2 separate regions of the Sus scrofa genome follow, and region 1 is linked to region 2. The links are chromatin contacts, called in public HiChIP or PLAC-seq maps. All regions are on one chromosome and are shown on one strand. Each heading gives the region's core, a stretch centred on a gene start, on an enhancer-like site or on the middle of the called end of the contact. The rest is flanking DNA. Distances are from core to core; before and after follow the strand shown.

Region 1 (5,809 bases), core at 450-2,949, 130 kb before region 2:
AGATATAGATATAGATACACATTTCCAAGCACAAATGCTTCAAAGAAATTATAGCCCATGGGCCCAGGCAAAATAATTACTAAAGAATGATATCACAATGAAAATCACAAAACCTAAGAACCAAACAGCAAAAGCACAACATATCTGAACAATAATGTCAATAATGGTTTTGATATGTTGTTTTCAGCAATGAGCTGGGAATTATGTTAGGCATTTTCCAAGTAGTACCTCTTCCGGCCCTCAAAGTCAGGTTATGAACTAGACCTTGTTAACTCCTCTGTGAGGGTGAGAAAACTTTCTGGTAGCATAAGATAATCAAGCTGCTAGGGACTGAAGGCTTGTGTGCCCCCACAGTTCACATGGTAAAGTGCTAATCCCCAATATGATGGTATTAGACATGGACTCTTCAAGGGATAATTAGATTTTGATGAAGTTATGAGGGTGGGGTCCCCATGATGGGGTTAGTGCCTTTCTAAGAAGAGAAAGAGACGCCAGAGCTTCCTCTGTCTGCCACGTGAGGATACAGGAGAAGGTGAGCATCTGCAAAGCTCTCACCAGAACCCCACCGTGCTGGCACCCCAATCTAGGACTTCCCAGCCTCCAGACCCATGAGAAGTTTGTTGTTTAATACACCCAGACTTAGCAGCCCGAGCCAACTAAGACACATGCATAATAGTCTGATCTACATATAGACAGGGAGCCAGCGAAGCAAAGAGAGAGGTGCAGGTGGAGTTTTCTAACCCTTGAGAACAAGGACAGGGGCCTGTGCCAGGTACAAGCAGCTGTCCAACAGTGAGAAGACAGATGACAATCTCTAACTCAGAAGCATTTCATGCTGGTGGTTACCCTTTGCCCTACTCACCTTTCCCCTAAACCTTGAAGCACCACACTATCAGCACACCTGCCCAGCTCTTGGCCAGATCGGGTTACAAGCTGTAAATAAAGAGGCATTTACGGGACAGCATGTGGTCTGAGGTTCCCAAGCCTGGCTGTACCCAGGAAGCTCTGGGGGAGCTTTCCAGCACACAATGCCCACTCCCAGTCATAGTCATATTTGGCTGATCCCACAGCTACCTAGGCAATAGGATTTTTTAAAGCTCCTGGGCAAATACTGTTGTTCAATCACAGCTGAGAATCACTGGCCTAGAACAGGCCTGAGATGAAGGAAAACGCTCTTTCTGCCCCAACGGGCTGAGTCTGGGGACAGGGGCCTGAGAGGCCCTCTCCCAGGGGCCACTTTTCAGAGGCCACTTTTCTCCCAGGGGCCAAATTTCAGAGGCCACTTTTTTTGTTTTGTTTTGTTTTTGCTTTTCTAGGGCCGCACCGTGGTATATGGAGGTTCCCAGGGAAGGAGGCTAATCAGAGCTACAGCTGCCGGCCTACGCCAGAGCCACAGCAACGTCGGATCCAAGCCTCTGTGACCTACACCACAGCTCACGGAAACGCTGGATCCTTAACCCACTGAGCAAGGCCAGGGATCGAACCCACAATCTCATGGTTCTTGGTTGGATTTGGGTTTTTTTGGTTTCTTTTTTTCAGAGGCCACCGTTTTGACAGCTTTGGGAACTGGTTCCCCTTTCCCTGAAGGAAATGTGTAGCTCTTCTCTGAAATCAGAAAAGAGGAAGCATAGTGTGCTTGTCAGCAAAAGTAACAACTCTCCCCAAGGGGAGATGGGGAGATTTCTCTTCCCTTAACGTGGACAAAATCACAGGCCAGCAGCCTAGAATCAAGGTCAGGGTGAGGGGGCAGTTCAGTTCCTCACACGCACAGCCTCACATGGAAATGGCCCAGACAACATAAGTTCTGTTAAAACCTACCCCCTTGAGTGTGGAAACAAGGGAACCCTCCCACACTGTCGGTGGGAATGTAAACTGGTGAGGCTAGCAGGGAAAACAGTGTGGAGGTTGCTCAAAAAACTAAAACTAGGAGTTCCCATCATGGCTCGGTGGTTAACAAATCCGACTTGGAACAATGAGGTTGTGGGTTCGATCCCTGGCCTTGCTCAGTGGGTTAAGGATCCAGTGTTGCTGTGAGCTGTGGTGTGCGTTGCAGACACAGCTCGGATCCCGAGTTGCTGTGGCTGTGGAATAGGCTGGCAGCTACAGCTCCAATTAGACCCCTAGCCTGGGAACCTCCATATGCCACAGGAGCGGCCCTAGAAAAGGTAAAAAGACAAAAAAAAAAAAAAAAAACACAAAAAACTAAAACTAGAGTTGCTATATGATCTAGCAATCCCATTTCTGGGCATATACCCAGACAAAACTATAAGTCACAAAGATACATAAACCCCAGTGTTCAGAGCAGCACTACTTACCACAGCCAAGACATGGAAACAACCTAAAGGTCCATCAACAGATGAATGGATGAAAAAGATGTGGTGCATATATTCAATGGACTATTACCAGCCGTAAGAAAGAATGAAATAATGCTATTTGCAGCAACATGGATGGACTGAGAGATTATCAAACAAAGTAAGTCAGTAAGAGAAAGACAAATATCATATCATATTACTTCTATGGAGAATCTAAAATATGACATAAATAAACCTATATACGAAAAAGAAACAGACTCACAGAGAACAGACTTGTGGTTGCCGAAGAAGGGGGTGGAAGAGGGAAGGCTTAGGAGTTTAGGATTAGCAGGTACAAACTATTTTTTTTTTCTTTGCCTTTTCTAGGGCCGCTCCTGCGGCATATGGAGGTTCCCAGGCTAGGGGTCTAATTGGAGCTGTAGCCGCTGGCCTACACCAGAGCCACAGCAACGGGGGATCCGAGGCACATCTGCGACCTACACCACAGCTCACAGCAATGCTGGATCCTTAACCCACTGAGCAAGGCCAGAGATTGAACCCTCATCCTCATGGATCCTAGTTGGGTTCATTAACCACTGAGCCACAACAGGAACTCCGGTGCAAACTATTACATTCAGGACAGATAAACAGCAAGGTCCTACTCTACCGCACAGGGAACCATATTCTATTACCTGTGATAAACCATAATGGAAAGAATACGAAAAAGAACATTATATATATATATATATATATATATATATATATATATGTATGTATGTAACTGAGTCACCTTGCTGTATAATAGAAATTAACACAACACTGTAAATCAACTATACTTCAACACCCAAACAAAGCCTATCCCCTCGGATCTAGACAGCACTTCTCCCCCTCCTCTCTGTCTCAAGACCACACCCCCCATGATCTCTGCATCCTGATCCAGCTCCACTCTCCCACATCCTCCCAACTCCTGCCTCTTCACTACAGCCCCAGCCCAGCACCCCAGGCCTCTGACCAGCCTCACCCTGTGGCCCCCTGCCAGCTCGGGCTCCTGGTTACTCCGCCCCTTGGCCACTACCCAGGATGAGTAATGCCTGAGTTTGCAGCAGGCTCTGCATGAACCGCCTGCCCAGGTGGCTCCCCACCTCAGACCTCCTCGCAGGAGGGGGAATCATCTGCCTAAGCCACATGGACAAAGTGACTGAGCATCTCCCTGTGCTCCAACTCCAGGGAGCCAACTGCATAAGCTTCCTCCTCCTCCTCCTCGGGAACTGCAAGCTCTCCTGCAGCTTTGCCCTCCCCTTCCCTCCCCATCACCTCTGGTTCCTGGCCTGGGACTCCCCACCCCACTCAAGCTCGCCCTCCCCTCCTCGCACCACAATCTTCAACAAACTCTGACCCAAACCCACCTCCTCCCCACTTAGTGGGCCAGGGGCCCAGCTTCCTGACAACAGTCTGCTGCTCCAACACCACTAGGACTTCACACAGCTCACCTGCCAGGTAAGCTCCTTTCTTCACTGTGTAGCAGCTGCTGAATGCCAGGCCCCGCATTGGGCACAGGCACAAAGCGGGGTGGGGGGGAGGCCTTCTTGGGCTCACAGGGAAGCGGGGTGCACGGAAAGGTAACCAACATGACCACACAGCAAGCCCTGAAGTCAGGAAGAGAAAGGGGACCTCTGGGGGCAGAAGACGTCCTCATTCTGCAGCCAGAGGCTCCTGCCCAAGGCCCCCCGCCTCTCCCTGACCTCACGCCCCCACGTTCCCTCCTGGTCCAGAGCTGGGTCCTGGTCCTCTAACAGCTCCTCTGCTTTTCTCTCTCAGGCACTTTTTTTTTTGCCATGACCCCTCTGCTCCTCCAGCTGTCACCACCCCAGCCACCCCACCTCGGTCAGTCTCCAAGGCTTCTTGCCTTCTAGCTAAGAACCTCTGGACTTCCCCACCCCATGGTCACAACCCCACCTCACGTGCTACACAAGCTCACCTCCTCTCGCCATAAAGGACGGACCCCCCCCCAGACGTGTCTACCTAGAAGCCCAATGCCACCCCTTGGACCATTCTTTTTTTCTTTCTTTCCTTCTTTTCTTTTTAGGGCCACACCTACAGCATATGGAAGTTCCCAGACTAGAGGTCAAATTGGAGCTTCAGCTGCTGGCCTACACCACAGCCTCAGCAACACGGGATCCAAGCCGCATCTGCAACCTGCGTCACAGCTCAGACCGGCCGTTCCTGACGCATCCTCCCCAAATCCAAGCCATCATCAGATCCTGTCCGCTCCCCTGTCCTTCCCAACTTTCTCACTCTCACAGGGGACACTTAGCCTAAGTCCCAGGCTCTCCCTTGTCCTAACCTGTGTAGCCCACAACACCCTCAGTGTCCCATCACTCAACCCCAAGTAGAGCTGCTAGGAAGATCATCCTGAGACCCTGCGCTGCAAACATCGCCGCCCACCCCTCTAGAAAACTCTCGCTAGCGTCCACTGCCCACAGGGTTCTTTCAGATGCTCCCTCTCTGGCCTCTGAGCCCCCAACCATCCTACACCCTTCTTCGTGCACACAGGAGCCGCCCCCACCTCTCCCAACACCCCAACCCCTACATACCCGCCACCCAGTGACTCAGCTGGCCTCAGGGCTTTTGCTCACACTCTTCTCCTTCCTTCTCCTCTTTCCCTCTGTTGGGGGAGTGGGATCCTTCTTTGGATAGCTAGATCAAGCCCACCTCCCCCAGGAAGCCTTCCTGAGAGCCCTAAGCATCAGCATGCCCATCCCACCCCCACACCCCCTGTGGCACTGGCTATGGGTGGCGCTCCTTCCCTCAGAGCACCGTCTGCATTGAGAGTCTAAGCCACCTCTCTGGGCACAGGTGTCTCCTCGCACATGGTCAGCCCCTCACAGGCTGGGACCGGGCCTTCCGCTGGGCAGAGCTGTGGGCACCAGCGCTGGGCTGCACAGAGCAAAGGCTTATTATTTTACAGCAATGAGCTGGCAGTGCTTCGGGTTTTCTGTTTAACAAACTGCTACCCCCACCCCCTCTAGGAAAGTGGTTTTCAGACAGCAAGAGCCTCCTTTTCAGGACGTGCCCCTGGAATGACAGCTCCACACTGAGCGTCATGGGCCATCCCTAGAAGGGAAGCAAGACAGACGCCCCCCTCCCCACCCTGGGGCTCAGAGCCCAGCTGAGCCTTCAGCTGATTCTGAAGGCTTCCCTCAGAGGAGGCAGCAATGTTCTGAGCCCACCCACCTGATCCAAATGCCCGCCCACAATTCCCACCTCAAGGACCGAAGAGGCTACTCCACTGATCCATGGCAGGAGTCTTCGGAAAGCTCCTTTTCAGGGGGTCAGAACATAACACGTATTTGATCAATGACAGCTGATGCTGTAGCTGCTGCAGGTCACTGTGGGTGTGGGGTTGTTGCTGCTATGTGGTTGCATGGGTATATGGTCATCTGGCTGTGGCTGCAGCATGTGCAATGGTCCTGGAGTTTGTGGTCATTGTGGTTGTGTGGTTGTTATGGGTGTGAGGT
Region 2 (6,257 bases), core at 27-2,526:
AACCATAAGTTTGGAGTCTATTTCTTTTTTGGAAATAAGTTCATTTGTATCATAGTTTAGACTCCACATATAGATGTTATCATATGGTGTTTGTCTTCCCCTGATTTACTTCACTTAGTATGATAATCTCTAGGTTCATCCATGTTGCTGCAAATGGCATTATTTCATTCTTTTTTTCTGGGTGAGTAGTATTTCTTTCTCTCTCTCTGTGTATTTGCGTATACAGCCTTTTTAACACTAGTTATGAGGTCCTTTGAGGCAGGCATTGTGCATTTTATTCACAGTGTTGAGAAAACTGTTTATTGCCATAGTTAATATGAAAATTATTGTTTGCAGAGTAATTTTAATCAGTAAAATTGAATATAAGTCAGGTCTCATTTTCTACTTTTTAAAAATCAATCAGATGTTTCATTGTAAAACCACTTTGCAAACATTTGTTAAAGATTTATTGATACTATGGTTGGCTCCTGAAATTATAGTCTAGCTTGGAGGATACTGTGCAGATTTTGTGAAAGAATGTGGGAGAAAGTGTGCATTATGTGTACGATTTTGGAGTAGAGCTGGGATGCTGTGGAGATTTTGAAAAAACTTAGAAAGACCCCCACCCCAGTGGGAATGATGATCAGGGGCACCTCAGTGAAGCAGGTAAGGCCTCAGTCTGGGCCTTAGAGGAAATGTTGCTTTTCATTTGCAGAGGTATAAGGACTCCTCCGCCTGGGGATGGGGAATCAGTGAGTGAAAGTCTAGAGCCCTAGACCTGGAGTGAGGAAAGGGAGGGTAGGGAGACCTGCCAGCTGAAACAGATTTTGTTTCAGATTGGAAATTAAAGTCAGCCAGTTTTGGAGGAGGAGGAGGAGGAGGAGGCTGCGGTGGCTGCGTGGAATACCCAGTTGAGGACTTTAAATGTAATCTGTTTCCTAATGTAAATTCTTCATCAGGAGACAGTTTTAATGTAGCGGTTACCATGCACTTGCTTATAGTCAAACAACTTCTAAGGGCTCGACCCCAGGTCTTCTAATTCCCTAAAGAAAATAGATTTGTCTGGGGGCTTTGCAAAGGTGGGATTAAGTAGCTGTTAGTACTGGAAGACACCTCATACCCTGGTTCTGAAGAACCTGAGGCCAGCAGCTAAAAAGTCTGAACACCAGTTCTCTTTATTTGTCAGTAAGTACAGACTAGTAATCTTGAAAGTTGCTTCCAGATCTAAAATCCAGTGGTGCAGCTTAAGCTGAGGTTGTGCAAGGTGAGAAGTCAGAGGAAGAGTCAGAAGTGATGCTTGTCTAGACAAGTTTCAAATCTTGGAAAATAGTGTCACTGTTAACTATAATGGAGAAGTTAGAGAAGGAAGCAGTTTGGTGGGTTTTTTTTTTTTTTTTTCCCCTGTTTTATTTTGTTGTTTGAATACTTGCTTTTTCAGAGGGAGGATATGAACTGTTTGGTTTTAGGCAAATGGGATGATCCTATAGGCAGCTAAAAATACAGGAATTAGTCCCAGGCGAATTATTAGGGTTGGAAATGGATTTGGGGAGGTACCAGCTTCAAGGGATTTTTTTGAACCTGCTAGTGTTGACAAGCCACTTAGAAGCTGTAAAAAGAGTGCTGAGGGAGTTCTCTTGTGGCACAGGGGGTTAAGGATTTGGTGTTGTCACTGCAGCAGCTTGTCTTTTTTTTTTTTTTTTTTTTTTTAAATGCTGAGAAACGCTGGGACCAGGTAGAGGAATAGGAAAGCGAAAATTGGTAGAAACTAGAAGAGCACAATGCCACAAAAACAACAAAGTGAGAGTTTGAAGAAAATAGAAAGGCTGTAGTGTCAAGTACACTGAAAATGAGGATGAGTTCAAGTCACCCGTGACTTTGACCTGCATTGGCAGCATTATGCTATCCCACGGGGGTTGTGGAAATGGCAGCAGATTGAGGTTAAAAGTGTGTATAACTATAGGTAACAAAAGACTTCCCCTCCATGAGAATTATTGAGAAAGATATCACAGTGAAATTGAATTACAAAATGGCAGTAAGGTCAAGTGCAGAGCGTGTGTGTTTTTACCTTTAAATACAAACGGTGTGAATGTGGAAGTCAAACGGTAAAAAGAGCTCCTCCTCACCTAGCCCCAGGGGTTGGTGGTGAAACTGGTTGATGGGCTATGGGGTGGGAAGGTGATAGGGTTGCAGAGGCTTGCACAGCTTGGGTTTTTCAGGTTTCATTAGTAGAATGGAAACCATCTGCCTTCATTAGCCTCTCTGTGTTGATGAAATAGGGGCCTCTCTGTAAAGAGACATGCAGGACAGGTGCTGCCGCAAATATAAATGTTGTGGCATGTTATGTTTTTCCAAAGATGGCTGCCCCAATATATATCCTGTCCCATTTGCTTTTCTCAAATTTGAGGCTGACATTCTTCTATCAAACTAAGATTCTCGTTCCTTTCACTTCAACCTGGGCAGACCTTCATAACTACTTCAACTGACAAAATGGGGCAGAAACGACACTGCTTGATTCCTGAAACTTGTCACAAAAGACAACCAATTCAGCATCAACCTACATCTTTCTGACTTGGGGACATAAGTCCAGCTCTACTGACGCCACTGTGCTGGAGAGCTCACGTGGAGAGGCTATGCAAACACAGAGATGCTATGAAGAGCACCTGCTCCTATAGCCCCAGCCTATTGAGTCTTTCAGCTGAGGCCCCAGATGTTATGGAGCAGGATTAAGCCATCCCTTCTGTGTTCAGCACAAATTCTTGACCCACAGAATCCATGAGCATAAGAAATGGTTGTTTAGTGTCATTAAGTTTTGGAGTAATTGCTATACAAGCACAGTAACAGGAATGGATGCCAGTTCAGAGCCTGTCAGCATGGTCAAAGAAGAATGGAGAAATCAAAAGGCTGATGAAGGTTGCAGCTATGATTATCCTGTAATTTGTTGCCACAACTGAATGACAGATTCTGGGGAACATAAGCTCCCTAATGGTTGAAATACTTCTTCCTCCCATCTTTCTGACAAATGGTGAGATCCAGATAAGAAAATTTTGATTTTCTGGATATCTGATGTATTGCCTAAGGGTCGGTAGGTATGGTGAGCCCTTCACTGTGGTGGAATAGACTGGAACGTTGAATGGGAAAGGCTCAACTAGCAGTGACCGGGGTTTAGTACTGGGTTCACTTCAAAAACAAAATGAGTTGGTTAATCCTGCCAGTGTCAACCCTTTTTTTTATAAAGAATGAAAGAATTCAGTTTTGAAAGCTTGAATGACTTTATTTTTGCCTGAAAGATACATTCTTTGAAGATGTGGACTGTGTTTTCATTTTTGACATTTGTTTCCTGGGAAAGAAGCTCTGCATTGCACGTGGTCCCAGGGGGAGTTGGTGTGGCTTTCAGTGTCATAGGGAGTTCATATCCATGAGGATATGATAAGTCCCAGGATTTAAAAAAAATTTTTAATTATATTTATAGTTGTACAACCATCATTACAACCTAATTTTGGAACATTTCCATCCCCACCATCAAGTCCATCCCTTCCTCCTGTTCCCTATGAAAATCATAAGTTTTTCAAAGTCTGTTTCTGTTCTGCAAATAAATTCATTTGTATCCTTTTTTAGATTCCGCATGTAAGTGATATCATAAGGTGTTTGTGTCTCATTGTCCAACTTAGCATGATAATTTTTAGGTCCATCTATATTGCTGCAAATGGCATTATTTCATTCTTTTTTATGGCTGAGTAATATTCCACGGACTATATATACGACATCTTCTTTATCCATTCCTCTGTTGATGGACATTTAGGTTGCTTCCATGCCTTGGCTCTTGTATATAGCATTGCAGCGAACATTGGGGTACACATTATCTTTTCGAGTTACGGCTTTCTCTGGAAAGATGCCCAGGAGTGGGATTGCTGGATCATATTGGTAATTCTATTTTTGGTTTTTTGAGGACCCTCCATAGTGGTTACACCAATTTATATTCCCACTGATAGTGTTAAAAGCTTCCCTTTTCTCTCCAGCTTTTATCGTTTGTAGACTTTTTCATCATGGCTATTCTGGCTAGTGTAAGGTGATACCTCATGGTAGTTTTGATTTGCATTTCTCTAATAATTGGTGATGTTGAACATCTTTTCATGTATGTTCAGGCCATCTGTATGTCTTCTTTGGAGAAGTGTCTGTTTAGATCTGCCCATTTTTTAATGGGGTTGATTGTTTTTTTGATATTGAGATGCAGGAGGTGTTTATATATTTTGGAAATTAAACCCTTGTCAGTTGCTTCATTTGCAAGTATTTTCTCCTATTCTATGGGTTGTCTTTTCATTTTGTTTAGGGTTTCCTTTGCTGTGCAAAAACCTTTAAGTTTAATTAGGTCCCATTTGTTTATTTTTGTTATTATTGTCATTACTTTAGGAGGTGGATCTGACAAGATACTGCTGTAGTTTATTTCAGAGAGTGTTCGACCTATGTTTTCCTCGAAGAGTTTTATAATATCTGGTTTTACATTTAGGTCTTTAATCCATTTTAAATTTATGTTTGTGTATGGTGTTAGAGAGTGTTCTAAATTCATTCTTTTACAGGTAGCTGTCACATTTTCCTAGCACCACTCCATTGCATATTCTTGCCTCCTTTGTCATAGATTAGTTGACCATAGGTGCGTGGGTTTATTTCTAGGCTTTCTTTCCTGTTCCATTGATTTTATATTTCTGGTTTTTGTTGTTGTTGTTGTTTTTTTTTTTTTTTTTTTTTTTTTTTTTTTTTTTTTTTTTTTGGTGCCAGTACCTTACTGTTTTGATTGACTGTAACTTTGTAGGTAGTCTGAAATCAGGGCTCCTGATTCTTCCAACTCCATTTTTCTTTCTCAGGATTGCCTTGGCTGAGTCCCATGATTTTGATTGACTGCTTCGTGGACAGCAAGGGCAAAATCCTTACCCCTAGTATTTCCAACACTGTGGCTCTTGTTACCCTTGAAATGTGTAAGATGACTGGCATCCACAACAGATGTGGGAGCAGAACATCTGCTTTCTGTGGGGGATAGCCATCTCTCTCCTTCAAGGAACTTAAAGATCTGGGTCAGGAGCAAAACCTGTAATTCCTAGGAAAGCACTTAGCAAGTTTTTGGTGAAATGGTGTCAGACGTGATATCTAAAGCTGTCTGTGAGCAGATTATTTTTTACCAAGAAGTTTGCAAAGCTGAAGAGCTCCAAGAATTCAAGTGATACCTGGCCTCTGGTAGATTATTCCCATTAGTTAGTTGGAAGAAAAGCCTGAAAATAGCCAGACCAAACTCCACAGGATAAAGAGGCAATATCTTGTGATTCTGACCTTGCTGGAGACCACAGAGGAAAGTGGATCACTGTGGCCTAAGGAGTTGGCAGCTTCAGCACTCCTCCTGGGGTGCAGCACGCTCCCATGGGCTGACTGTGGTGAGCACTAACCTGGGAGTAGACGATGCTGGGCAGGCAGGTGTGGGAAGTGCCTACTAGCCAACTTGTGCAGAAGCCATTTGCTTACCTTTGCTGAGAAGGTAGGTGAAGAAAACTCACCAGCTCTTCTTTTTCTGTTAAAATCCTCACAAATCTCAAACAACTGACATGGTTAATACTCCTCTGTCTTGTTCATCGATTTACTTAGAATGCCAGGTGATTCTAAATATTTCATGCCAGATACTTTCAAATAACTCCGAGTTCAGTGGGTGATCTCACAGGTTAGAGTCTTGTACATTATTACATGTGTCTTGTGTTTCTCGAAACTTTGGAAATCCCAGGTTCTTTTGGATATTCTAGTTACCATTAACGCTTGGCTTAAGAATAGGTTTTGTTTGTGACATGCATTTTCTCTCCGTTCATGCCCTTTTTTTTTTTGGTCACATCTACAGCAAGTTGGTTTTTTGTGTTTTTTGTGTTTTTTTTTTGTTTTTGTTTTTGTTTTTGTTTTTGTTTTGGCCATATCTACAGAAAGTTCCCAGGCCCAGGATTAAACCCATGCCACAGCAGTGACCTGGGCCACTGCAGTGACAACACTGGATCCTTAAGCCACTGTTCCACAAGAGAACTCTTCATCCTTCTTTTTCAGGCTAATGCTAGGCTGAAATGGTACTGGAAGAAGAGAAGTTGGGAGATATTTTAACTTTGAGGGACCCTGTTAGTTGCTGTATTAAGATAGGACTCTTGATGCACTGCAGGTTCTGGCTTTTCAAGATTAGAACCATTGCTGATAGTTCCCACCTTTGTGATTCCCTTAGAGCATGTCTTAGAAATATAAAATAAGACTGCTTTGACTTT

The links. HiChIP or PLAC-seq counts read pairs in DNA pulled down with a chosen protein or histone mark.
Region 1: an H3K27ac HiChIP or PLAC-seq map of alveolar macrophages shows a contact between it and region 2. The contact joins two enhancer-like sites. A contact is called at or near these places in 2 of 2 datasets of contacts at active chromatin or transcription factors (alveolar macrophages and skeletal muscle).

Annotation. Positions count from the first base shown.
Region 1 is chr9:122,698,036-122,703,844 of Sscrofa11.1, reverse strand. The region is part of intron 1 of LOC102161394 (a long non-coding RNA gene); the gene reads right to left. Among named protein-coding and RNA genes, the nearest start is that of IER5, 67 kb to the right of the region's middle. Within about 2 kb of position 1,699, at least 12 of the 83 cell types and tissues checked have an H3K27ac peak or open chromatin away from gene starts, as enhancers often do. A contact at or near this core is called in alveolar macrophages, where this site is marked.
Region 2 is chr9:122,566,255-122,572,511 of Sscrofa11.1, reverse strand. The region is part of intron 1 of STX6 (syntaxin 6); the gene reads left to right. Among named protein-coding and RNA genes, the nearest start is that of STX6, 11 kb to the left of the region's middle. Within about 2 kb of position 1,276, at least 1 of the 83 cell types and tissues checked has an H3K27ac peak or open chromatin away from gene starts, as enhancers often do. A contact at or near this core is called in alveolar macrophages, where this site is marked.